Regions from separate parts of the Mus musculus genome. Here region 2 is linked to region 1. A link is a contact called in public HiChIP or PLAC-seq data. All regions are on one chromosome and are shown on one strand. The core of a region is the stretch at or near the end of the contact, and the rest is flanking DNA. Distances in the headings are between cores, read along the strand shown. Region 1 overlaps Abi1 (abl-interactor 1). Region 2 overlaps Acbd5 (acyl-Coenzyme A binding domain containing 5).

Region 1 (5,772 bases), core at 48-2,547:
CAGTCTTAAACAGAGGTTGAGTCCATTATCTTCAGGACGGGAAGCATAGTGGCATAGGCATACGTGGTACTGGAGAAGTTGTTAAGAGTTCTACAGCCAGATCCACAGCCAGCAGGAAGAGGCTTTGAAACCTTAGGGTCTACTCTCAGTGACACACTTAATCCAACAAGGCTACACCTACTTATCCTTCTCAAGTAGTGCTATTTCCTGATGACCAAGCGTTCAAATATATGAGGCTATCAAATCACCACACTTATTTTCCAGAAAATTCCTTATCACCTGTCTTCAATTTGTTTTTATATATTTTTTATTTGTTGTTGGTTTGCATTTGAGGCAAGGTTTCACTGTGTAACCTTGGCTGGTCTTGAACTTTTTTTTTTTTTAAAGATTTATTTTATGTCTATGAGTACACTGTAGCTATCTTCAGACACACCAGAAGAGGGCATCAGATCCAATTACAGATGATAATGAGCCACAATGTGGTTGCTGGGAATTTAACTCAGAACCTCTGGAAGAGCAGTTTGTGCTCTTAACCTCTGGGCCATCCTGGGACTCACCTGCTTCTGCTTTCCCAGTGCTGGGTTTAAAGGTGTGCCGCTGTGCTCAGTTTGTTTCTGTTTTGGAAACGTGGCTTTGCTGTATAGGCTAGACTGACCTAGAAGTTGCCATACTCCTTCATCAGCCTCCTAAATGCAGGGATTACATTAGTGTGCCACCATGCCCCTTTTACTTTTCTTTCAGATAGGGAGAAATTGTTTTTCCTGATTTTCAGACAAGGATTATGCGCTCCCCCCCCCCAATGTTCTTTACTTTCTTTTTTGAATTATCTGTTTTCTCATGTTCTAGTATAGAGTTTTGTGAGGGTATGGTTCACAGTTCCTTTCTGAGACAGAAGGAGGTTGTTGTAGTTAGGGTTTTACTGCTGTGAACAGACACCATGACGAGTGCAAGTCTTATAAAGGACAACATTTAATTGGGGCAGGCTTATAGGCACAGAGGTTCAGTCTATTATCATCAAGGCAGGAACATGGCAGCATCCCAGCAGGCCTGGTTCGGGAGCAGCTGAGAGTTCTACATTCATCTAAGGCTGCTAGCAGAATACTGATTTCCAGACTGCTAGGATGAAGGTCTTAAAGCCCATACCCACAGTGACACACCTACTCCAACAAGGCCACACCTACTAGAACAGGACCACACCCTCTAATAGTGCCATTTCCTGGGCTGAACATATACAAACCATCACAGAGGGGAAACAAGAGCCTCATTATGTATGCCAGGTGGTTTCAGACTCAAGAACCTCTAGACTTAGCCAGTACTGAATGTGCAGTATGCCACCACAACAGGCTGTTTACTCTTAGTCACAGCAGGCTTGAAATAGACATTTGTAACTCACTGACTGTGAGATTTCACTGCTCAAGACTTAGACTATAATTACCATTTTAAGACAAGGTCCTATTATGCACCCCTGGCTGGTCTTGAACACCCAAAGATCCACCTGTATCTGCCTTCAGAGTGCTGGGAATTAAGGCCAGGTAGGGTTCAAAAACTGTGCTAGTTACTAGTTTTAAAGTTCTTGAAGAACAGTGTAACACAAGAACCATTTTAAATAATAGGCTAAAGGTTAACCAAGTTAAAGAGTATTTAGTAGCTCCAGTTTAGATTAAGTTTTTTTTTTTTTAAATCAGTGTATAAAAATGATTTTCCAATGCTTCTCTTCTTTGCAGTGGAAGTAGTGGAGGAAGCGGAAGCCGAGAGAACAGTGGGAGCAGCAGCATTGGCATTCCTATTGCTGTGCCTACGCCCTCACCGCCCACTGCGGGCCCAGGTACGGTAGTTAGTACCCTCAGCTTCACTGTGTTGTGTCTGTTCACTTTATTATGGAGGCTAAAACACTCTATGTATATTGAATGAAATTAGTTACTAGATTGTGGCTATTGCTATAATAAAGGCAGATATAAAAATATGATATTTTTAGATTAATTTTCACAAAATTGTTAGGGTTTTACAAGCTGTATGTGTGGTACAGAGAAGTCACTTTGTTAAGTCAGTTTTGGCCATTTTGTTTTAGTAAATGTTGCCTTTCTAATAGTTTGTGATGTTTATTATTTCAAAAGCAAACCATTTTGCATAATATTTCATTCAGAAGGTCAGTATTGCTAAACCAATGTATTTGTGCCTTCCTATTTATGTATGAGATTCAGCACCTGTTTTAGTGAAATCTGGTGAATATAAGATGATATTTAAAAATATGAAAATTTATTTTACCTTTTTAGAAAGTATGTAAATTTAAGGTATTCTGGGAGAACATTCAGTTAACCCTTTGAAATTGAGTCAGTGAAATGTAGACTTTTTTGAGGTAGGTTATTTCTGTGTAGCCCAAGCTATCCAGAAACAAAATGTGTATATTAAAAAAAATGTTTGAAAGGTAATCATAATAAAAAAATGAGAGGAAACTATCTTACCTTTTCAAAGTATTGTTCAAGAAAAATGATCCTGTTATAAACACAGGCTCATTTTGTGGGTACTGCATTTATAAACTCATTTGAACTTGTTTTATATACGGATGTTTGTTTTTTTTTCTTTGTCTTCAATATGCGGTATTTTCCTGCCATTTTGGAATTTTTGGTTCTGTTTTCTTACACTCCGATCTGAGTGATAAACTATTTTGCTAGAAAACATTGTGTCTGGCTTCCTGGAGTCATACTTCTCCCAGTGAGTGTTGCTGATGAGACTGTGTAGGCGTTGGGGAACCATTAGATAAATTTTACATATCTGCACTTAACTCTTGTAGCTGATAGATTACAAGTTGCTGCAGTTACTGGATTATAGATGGTACCACTAAAAGTTAAAGAATTAAATCTAATTATTTCTAATTTCTTCTGGTGAAGGACCTTTGAACTTAACACTATAAGAACACGGAGAAGACTCTTTATTAAATACAATGTGGTCCTATGTATGATTTACAACAAACTTAATGGGATTTTTATTTGTGATTTATTTAGATTGACAAAAACTGGCAGTTATTACATCCAGTCAAAGGACTGGGCTGAAGGTGGAGATAGGAAGTGGAACATGGAAAGGAAATAGAGTGTGACTGGGCTGCTGTGGTGCTATCTTTTGGATTATTCTTTGAAAATTTTTGCAGCAGCCCAGGTTTCAGATAGCTGAGAATGCTCTGAAGTAACTTTATCAATTGGATGCATTCAAATTGTCTTTAAGTTGGGAAGGACTAGACTGAATGCTAATACAAAGAATTCTAGATCCAGGCTGGGCAGTGTGTGGCATATACAGGAGGCAGAGGCAGGCAGTCTCTGTGAGTTCAAGACCAGTCTGGTTGATGTTACACAGAGAAATCCTGTCTCAACTCCCTCCCACACCCAAATTTACATTCAGTTTAGAAGTACACAGAACTTAAGATAAATAATGAGGTGTCTCTTATGAGAATTAATTTAGATGAAATTAAACTGAAAATATTTTTAGATTATTTTTTTTAATATTTATTTATTATATGTAAGTACACTGTAGCTATCTTCAGACACTCCAGAAGAAGGAGACAGATCTTGTTACAGATGGTTGTGAGCCACCATGTGGTTGCTGGGATTTGAACTCCAGACCTTCAGAAGAGCAGTCGGGTGCTCTTACCTGCTGAGCCATCTCACCAGCCCTAGATTATTTTTCAAAACATTTATGTATACTGAGGAAAAGGAGAGGGAAGGAGATAATACAAAATCCCATGGATATAGAAATCACTGAAAGAAAGTCTGTGAGCCTGGAAGATGATTGTTGAAGCCACAGTGGATAAGTAAAAATGCAGACAGACAGCTCACCTTGTTGGGGTGTGTGGAACTGGTGCTATACTGCTGGTGTTTGTTGATATGCTTGCTCCCTTTACCAAAACCCCTTTTGCTTACTAATCAAGGTAAACAGCATCTTTCAGTGTCAGTCTTAGGTACTAACATCAGAACATTATTTCTCAGAAAACTCTCTGTTAAGTTTGTGAGGTCAAAGCTATTACATGTCTTTTTCATCCTCATTCTGTCAGAATTTTTTTTTCTAGAGGCTCCGTGAAGTCTTTGTGTACTTGTATATAAATTCACCTTAAAGCTGTGTCAGTTTGAATATGGTCATTTCATGTAGGTGTAACCCACTCCAGGGACACCTAATTTTTAGTTTTTAAGAGTCGACTTAAAGAAAAAAATGTTTGCTAACTGCTTACTTAGAGCACTAACTTTCAGAGCAATAGTCCCAAATTGGTTATTAACGTAGAGGAATTAGGTAGAAATTTCAGTTTCAGAACTCATCCTAGATCTACTTTGTTAAAAATCTCCGAAAATGGAACCCATAAATTTCCATTACAACAAGCTCTCAAGGGGAGATTTTCATCAGTGCTGAAGCGTAGGGAAATTCAGGGACTATACTTAGCAGTGTTCATTCAGAAGGAGTGATAGTTCTTAGTGTTAGAATAGTACCTAAATACAACCTAAATAATTAATAACAGTAATTACTAACAGTTATAAAAATCAGAAAAATATACTTAGCAGTTTAAATTTTATTGTTTACTTTATTACTTATCCTGAGCTTTTTAGCCAGATAGAATTTTAAATCAAATTCCGAAACTTGGCTGTGAAGAGGAAGCTGTTTATAAAGCAGTCATGAATGACCCACAGCTAACAGCTAGTGCCTTACTCAGACTGTGTGTGGTACTCATTTTGTTGGAGCCAGTGTACATACAAAAGCTTTATACACTTGTCCTTCATCCCCTCAGGTGATTGATTCTTGTACACCCCACCTCCAATAGATACAAAATCCTTAGATAACTCAAGTTCCTTAATCAAATGGTGTAGTACTTGCAGACAACTTACACATATATTCCTTTTCATATATTTCAGATTATCCCTGGGTTACTTACCATACCAGAGTAGTTGTTCTCGCGCATTGTCTAGTGAACATTCTGAAATGCACATGTAAATTACATATAGCATTAGCAAAATAGCATTCAGGACTATGCTTATTGCAAAGGATTAGCAATGCTCAAATGGTCACTTTTGTAGCTCTTTGCACTAGCTGTCTTCTTGTTTATATACTTTAGAAGTGGAGATAATTTGATTTTCATCTTCTTTTTTTATTTTATGTCTGGGCATTCCAAAAAAAATAAGAACCCCCTCCCCTCTGTCCTGTCACTTGGGGTGTTTGTAATGCTTTCTTGGTTGCCTTTGACTAATGCTTTTCAGCAGCCCCTGGCGCAGCTCCTGGTTCCCAGTATGGCACAATGACCAGGCAGATTTCTCGACACAACTCTACCACTTCTTCGACATCTTCTGGTGGATATAGACGAACTCCTTCTGTGGCCGCCCAATTCTCTGCTCAGCCTCATGTTAATGGAGGTCCACTTTATTCTCAAAATTCAAGTAAGCTTGTGTTTGCAGGCATACAGCAATAGTGGAGCTCCTTTTTAAAGGAAATTATTTGAAACTGTTATTCTTGACTGTGATAGACAACAATTTAAGCCATGCTATTTCATGCTTGTTTTTGCTTTGAATGTTAATCCTTGAATAACCATCTTAAATATTACTGCTTATTTATTCTCCAGGGTTCACTCAAGTATACTTAATCTACCAAATTCAACAAATATTTTAATGTGCTATTATTAGTATTACTACAGTATAATTTGAACTAGAGAACAAAACAATCTTAAATTTTATCAGCATGATTTTGATGGTTCAGTAATGGTACGAAGACACAAACACAGCCAAAGAACTTTTTAAAGAATTT
Region 2 (6,235 bases), core at 1,617-4,116, 130 kb before region 1:
TGCTCCCCATGGTATTGAAGAGGGTCAGGCACACATAGCCACTAATGGCTTTCTTTTCCTTTGAGACAGTTTTACAATATAGCCCTGAGAGACTAAGCTCACAGAAATCTGCCTGTCACTGCTTCTTGAGTTCTGGGATTAAAGTTGTGCACCACCATGCTGGCCTCTACACATGGTTTTGATATGGATGCTGAGAATTCAAACCTAGGTGCTCACATATTTGTGCAGTAAGTTCTCTTACACACTGAGCCATCTCTCACCTTTATTATAAACTTTAATTTACACATACTCACACACACATAAAACTATAAATGTTTAAGCATTTTCAAGGTTTAGTCATGTCTGTGTGTGTGTGTATGTGAGAGAGAGAGAGAGAGAGAGAGAGAGAGAGAGAGAGAGAGAAAGTTTATGCATGTGTGATATGTAGTAGGTACTCCAATGTGTTCATGGCTGTTATTTTAGCAGAGAGCCACAGCCCACATGTGGTAGTTAAAGAACCACAAACTCAAATGTCTACCTTTGCTTTCCAGTAAACAGGGTCTTTTGTTCTTCATCAGGACATACAGCAGTTTAGTTGGCTTATGACCTTCTACATCCCATCTCACTTTTGGAGTACTAAGATTACAAACATCCTCCAGCTTTGTGCAAGTTCTGAGAATCTAAAGTCTACAGGCTTGCAAAGCAAACACTTTGCCCTACAATAGGCATGTCTCCAAAGCAATGAAGAGGCTTCTTAGCTACTAACTGAAGTTATGCATTAGATGGCTTTTTGCTAGTTCTTGTTAACACACAAAGTGATGGGTTTTATTATGGCATTTCCATTCAGGAATGTCATACTATATTCTGTGCACTGGAAACACCACTCAAAAGATCTGCCAATAGGAAAATGTCATCTTTACCTCTTCTTGTCCAAATTGCTCCATAGAGTCACAGTACACTTCACTATCTGAATCACTTGTTAAATGGTGTATTCCTGAAGCATCTTCACTGGGATCTTCATTTCTATCTAAATACAAACAAATGTCCAGACAGTGTAACTATACTCTAAGACAAGAAAAATATATTTTCATTCATTTTTAACAATTCGGCATTATACTCATTCTGGGAGAGAAATCGGTCTACCAGGATGGTCTCAAACCTCCAAGGTTCCTGCCTCAGCTTCTGAAGTGCTGAAGTTACACATAGTCCACTCTTCCTGATTCCAAGTCATGGTTTTTAAATAAGCTTCCAAAACTTTATCTACTTAACTGAACAAACTTCAGCTAGACTCAGGCAGTTAAGGCAGGAGAATGATCAGCAGTTCTAGGCCACCAGGTCTACAAAGCGTGATCCTAGCAAAATATACCATGGCTCAAAGACTAGGGGAGCTGGCGGCCAACCTAAATTCAGTCCCCAGAACTCACATGGTAGAAACTCAAGTTGTCCTTCCTGACCTCACAGACCCTCCACAGACTTACCATGGTACACACAGCACACATGATGAACAAAATGAAAAAGAAACAAATGTAAGAAAATGCCCTGACTCTAATTCACTGTGCTTCAAAGCAACCAACCCTTACAGTATTAACAAACCCTAAGAAGATATTACTAAACATGAAAATTTAAGTCCTAACTGATTTCTAACCATCCTAGAACTAGTAAGAGTGTTTTAACTGTTGGAAAATGATTGGAGAGGATCACGTGAGGACAATACCTTGGTGAGCACAGACAATGGTGTGTCCTGTCTGCTGAGAGCTCTCATCTCCAGGCTTTTCATCTTCACTGCTTCTGGTGCTCCGGGAAGAATCAGTATGAATGTCACTCTGTATATCCTGAACAAAGCTACCTTTATAGCCATTGGTAACAATGATTTCCAAATTCTTATCTGCTGATTTCTTCAGCGTTTTCTTATCTTGTATGGGAAAAAAAAAGAAAGGAGATGTACAAAAGTACCCTGTAGCCAGGCATAATGACTTAGCTTTTAATCCCAGCACTCAAGAGGCAGAAGTAGATGGATTCTGAGTTCAAGGCCAGCCTAGTCTACATAGAAAGAAAAAAAACATTTTTTTCCCTAGAATCACTAGTCAATTCCCAAACTACCAAAATCCTCTGAATGGCTTCCCATCTAGATAGGAGAAATGAGTGGCTCCTTGCAAAAGGAACTACTACATACCAAAGCTCACCCAAAATTCACATTAACTTTTCAAAATGCTCCCATTCCCCACCACTATTCCTCCTCCTCTTCCTCCCCTCTTCTTCCTCCTTCTCCTATTCCCCCTCCTCTTCCTCTGCTTCCTCCTCCTCATCTTCATCATCTTGGGCAACAGAGATTGCCCAGCACCCACGTCAGACTCACAATTGCCTAGAGCTCCTGCTACAGAGGATCCAATACTTTCTGCTAGCTCTGTAGGCAACAATACGCTCACATAGACGCACACGAAAACAAAATAAATCTCCATATGGAAAAAAAAACCATTATCTTGCTCTTTCGTTTGGTTTCTGTAGGTATTACAGCACTACTCACAGAGACTGCCTCCCAATCACTGAAATTAAAGGTGTCCACCACCGTGAAAAAAACCCAGTTTTGGTTTTTCTGAGAAATGGTTTCACTATGTGTCCTTAAATGCTCTATTTTCACTTTGGGCTTCTGGCACTAATACAGTCTGAGCAGCCGTGCTGAGTACCTTTAAATGAAAAGATGTGTAGCCTTTGCTGGAAAACAGAAAAGAAATGGGAGGGGAAAAAAGAGGAAAAGAGAAAGATGTGATTCTATTCAAATAAAAAAAAAAAACAGAATTTAAGTGTTGACGCATTATGTAGATGTCAAAAATTCTCATGGCAATAAGACAGTGAAAACAGGAAGAGAAAGAGGAGAGAAGAGGAAGGAAAGAAAGAAGTTGTCTCCAGAGATTGCTGAGTATTTGGGTAGTTAGAATTAGAATAAAATCAACTCAAAACACTGAGGCAGTGTTTCGGATAAATTAAAATTATAAGTACTGGAATAGAGAGACGGCTCAGCGGTTGAGAACACTGGTTGCTCTTCCAGAGGGACTGGGTTCTATTCCCTACACCCACATGGCATCTCACAACCATCTGCAATTCTAGTCCCAAATTCCCTTTTCTGGCCTCTGAGGGTACTGCACACACATAGTACACAGACACACATGCAGACAAAACACGCCTACACATAATAAAAGTAAATACCCTTTTCTTAATTATATGTCATTGTATGCAGAACATTTGGAAAAGTAGGTTACTCTTGTCCACCCTAAGCTAACTCCTATTTGATTGATGATTCATTAAGGCTGGCTACCTAGATAGTCCATAGCAGAACTTTTTTTTTAATTTATTTTCCTTTTTTTTAATTAGATATTTTCTTCATTTACATTTCAAATACTATCCCAAAAGTCCCCTATACCCTCCCCCAGCCCTGCTCCCCAACCCACCCACTCCTGCTTCCTAGCCCTGGCATTCCCCTGTACTGGGGCATATGATCTTTGAAAGACCAACGACCTCTCCTCCCACTGATGGCCAACTAGGCCATCCTCTACTACATATGCAACTAGAGACACAGTTCTGTGGGGTACTGGTTAGTTCATATTGTTGATACTCCTATAGGGTTGCAGAACCCTTTAGCTCCTTGGTTACTTTCTCTAGCTCCTTCATTAGGGGCCCTGTGTTCCATCCAATCGATGACTTCAGCATCCACTTAGCAGAACATTTTGATCCACTGAAGACCTTGATAGTACAGTCAATACCCCAAATGCTGCCACATGCATTAATCATATACAATTTTTTTCAAAAATCAGCACAAATTTTCTCTTGTCCTTTTATCAAGTACAAAATTATTATTAGCTGTATTAACCAGGTACCCAACACCTACCATCACTGCCGCTCTGTTCTGCTCCTTTTAACTCTTCTTGGGCCTCTTCTTCTTCAGACTCAGCCCCACTATCACTGCTCTCTGCTTTACCATTAACAGCTTTGGCATTTGAAGAGGTCAGAACATTACCAAGATCTAAAACATGAAATAAAAACATGGGTCAGAGGTTAAGAGCACTGGCTATCCTTCCAAGTTTTGGTACCCACATGGTGGCTTGTAGCTGTCCATAACTCCAGTTCCGCTTACATACACAAAGGCAAAACACTCATACACAGAAGAAAAAAAAGTACCACCTAGTGACTCTTACACATTACCAAGTAGAGCTGCAGCACAAGGTACAATCTTGGCTAACTCTGGAACACAGCTTCTTTGTGCTCTCAGACAACACTTCCCAGACAATTCCAGATCAATGATGCTGGTCTCTTCTTAATCACCGCTAATTTCTTAGCTCCAGCTAACCAGTACCAATTGTCCCAGTAGTTCCTTCTATTTTTCAGTCTAAAGCCCAAGCTACATGGCCAACACTGCAGAGTTCTGCCACTTGCTGGGGCTAGAACGTGGCTCCCTTGTTCTATTACATTATCACCAGCTTTCTGTTTTCCAACTCCTTCATTGCCTAAGTTTGGCTGTCCTGGAACTTGCTCTGTAGACTGACTTTGAACTCAGAATTTCTACATGCCTGCCTCCTAAACACTGGGATTAAAGGTGTGGTCTTCCAACCCTGGATTTAAATTTTTCCTCACCTAGAACTTGCTCTGTCTCAGGCTGACCTTGAACTCACAGATCTCTGGCCATTGCCTCCTGGGATTAAAGGCTTGTGCTACCATGTCTGGACCTAAATTTAGCTGGGTGGGATCTTGCCCCAAGGTTACTAGTCCCTTAATTCAATTTAATCTCCTTGGACACAGGATTCAGCTCCATTTCACTTCCTGGTGCCCCTTTAATATTTGAAACAATTTTATATTTCCCCTTTCTCAGCTTGCTATATGCTTGGTTTAAGCGTTCTTCATGAAACTTAACCAGAGAACAAAGTCCATGATGGCTGTTTCTGAGACTTTCTTTGTCAATGCAATTAATCTGAGTCTCTTTACCTTAGCTTCAGGCAGACTCTTCAGACAAGGACAAAAAGTAGCCATATTTTTCACCAAAAATACCATAAAAACAGTCTCTAGGCCACATATTGACATTCTCCACAGAAACCTGGGTCAGGTTCACACAATTCAAGTTACTCTCAGAAACAAAATTTTCCATATTCCTACTAGGATAGCCCACTAAGCCCCACTAAAGCATTCCACTGCTTGCCAAATCCAAAGTCCCCAAATCCACATTCTTCCAACCAAAAGCATGGTCAGGCCTATCACAGCAATACCCAGGTCCCTGGTACCAACTTCTGTCTTAGTTAGGGTTTTACTGCTGAAACAGACACCATGACCAAGGCAACTCTCATAAGGACAACATTTAATTGGGGCTGGCTTATAGGTTCAGAGGTTCAGTCCATTATCATCAAGGTGGGAGCATGGCAGCATCTAGGCAGGCATAGTACAGGAGGAGCTGAGAGCTCTACATCTTCATCTGAAGGCTGCTAGTGAAAGACTAACTTCCAGGGAGCTAGGGTGAGGGTCTTAAGCCCATGCCCACAGTGACACATCTAAAACAAGGCCACACCTCCTAACAGTGACACTAGCTAGGCCAAGCATATAGAAATGATGACAACTCTATACATTTATAACTACACAAATTCCTTCAATTACCAGTTTACAACAAAAACTATAACACTGTCTTAACTACCCTTTTTAAAGCCAAGGGAAAAATTAATTTTAAAATTGACATCAATTGAAAAAGTTGGAGATAAATGAGCTACATACATAGTAAATGAAAAACAATTTGCTAGCCTGTTGAAAACATCAATATACTATTTTTAGCCCTATCAACAGTCCCCTTAATAGTATAGCTGGACTCCATTTTAATCGTTTGTTAGATAAAGTCTCACACTACAGCCCTGACTGGTTTAGAACTTACGATGTAGATCAGACTGGGCTCAAACTTGTAGTAGTCCTTCTGCCTCTGCTTCCAAAGTGCTAAAATGACCGGCACACAGTCCATCCAGCTAATTTCTTTCTATTAGACAGAGAATGCTACAGGAATCTGTACCATCATCCTTGCACGGGGCTGTGCTAAGCACTGTACTATTCAGTTTAGCATCATCCTTGCACGGGGCTGTGCTAAGCACTGTGTTATTCAGTTTAGCGCTGTGCTGCTGAATCAGGCACTATTTACTTCATTTATTTATTTATTTATTTTCTTATCTTTAGGGTTTGGGGTACAGAGACTAAGATCTACCTGCCTCTGCCTCCAGAGTGCTGAGATTAAAGG

Evidence for each region. HiChIP or PLAC-seq counts read pairs in DNA pulled down with a chosen protein or histone mark.
Region 2: a contact with region 1 is called in a BATF HiChIP or PLAC-seq map of CD8 T cells, with 10 read pairs. The contact joins two enhancer-like sites. A contact is called at or near these places in 1 of 39 promoter capture datasets (the C10 cell line), 4 of 15 datasets of contacts at CTCF or cohesin (CD8 T cells, the G1E-ER4 cell line, large pre-B cells and 1 more), 64 of 484 Hi-C or Micro-C datasets (the AML12 cell line, the AtT-20 cell line, B cells and 35 more), 6 of 115 datasets of contacts at active chromatin or transcription factors (CD8 T cells, embryonic stem cells and large pre-B cells) and 4 of 9 other capture datasets (adipose tissue, embryonic stem cells, liver and 1 more).

The regions. Positions count from the first base shown.
Region 1 is chr2:22,953,071-22,958,842 of GRCm38.p6, reverse strand. It overlaps Abi1 (abl-interactor 1), which reads left to right. Exons shown (of 11, transcript NM_001077190.3): 7 at 1,725-1,825; 8 at 5,232-5,408. Among named protein-coding and RNA genes, the nearest start is that of Gm52502, 59 kb to the left of the region's middle. Within about 2 kb of position 1,297, at least 17 of the 459 cell types and tissues checked have an H3K27ac peak or open chromatin away from gene starts, as enhancers often do. A contact at or near this core is called in CD8 T cells, where this site is marked.
Region 2 is chr2:23,085,247-23,091,481 of GRCm38.p6, reverse strand. It overlaps Acbd5 (acyl-Coenzyme A binding domain containing 5), which reads right to left. Exons shown (of 14, transcript NM_001355637.1): 7 at 3,863-3,997; 8 at 1,694-1,891; 9 at 900-1,006. Among named protein-coding and RNA genes, the nearest start is that of Acbd5, 19 kb to the right of the region's middle. Within about 2 kb of position 2,866, at least 16 of the 459 cell types and tissues checked have an H3K27ac peak or open chromatin away from gene starts, as enhancers often do. A contact at or near this core is called in CD8 T cells, where this site is marked.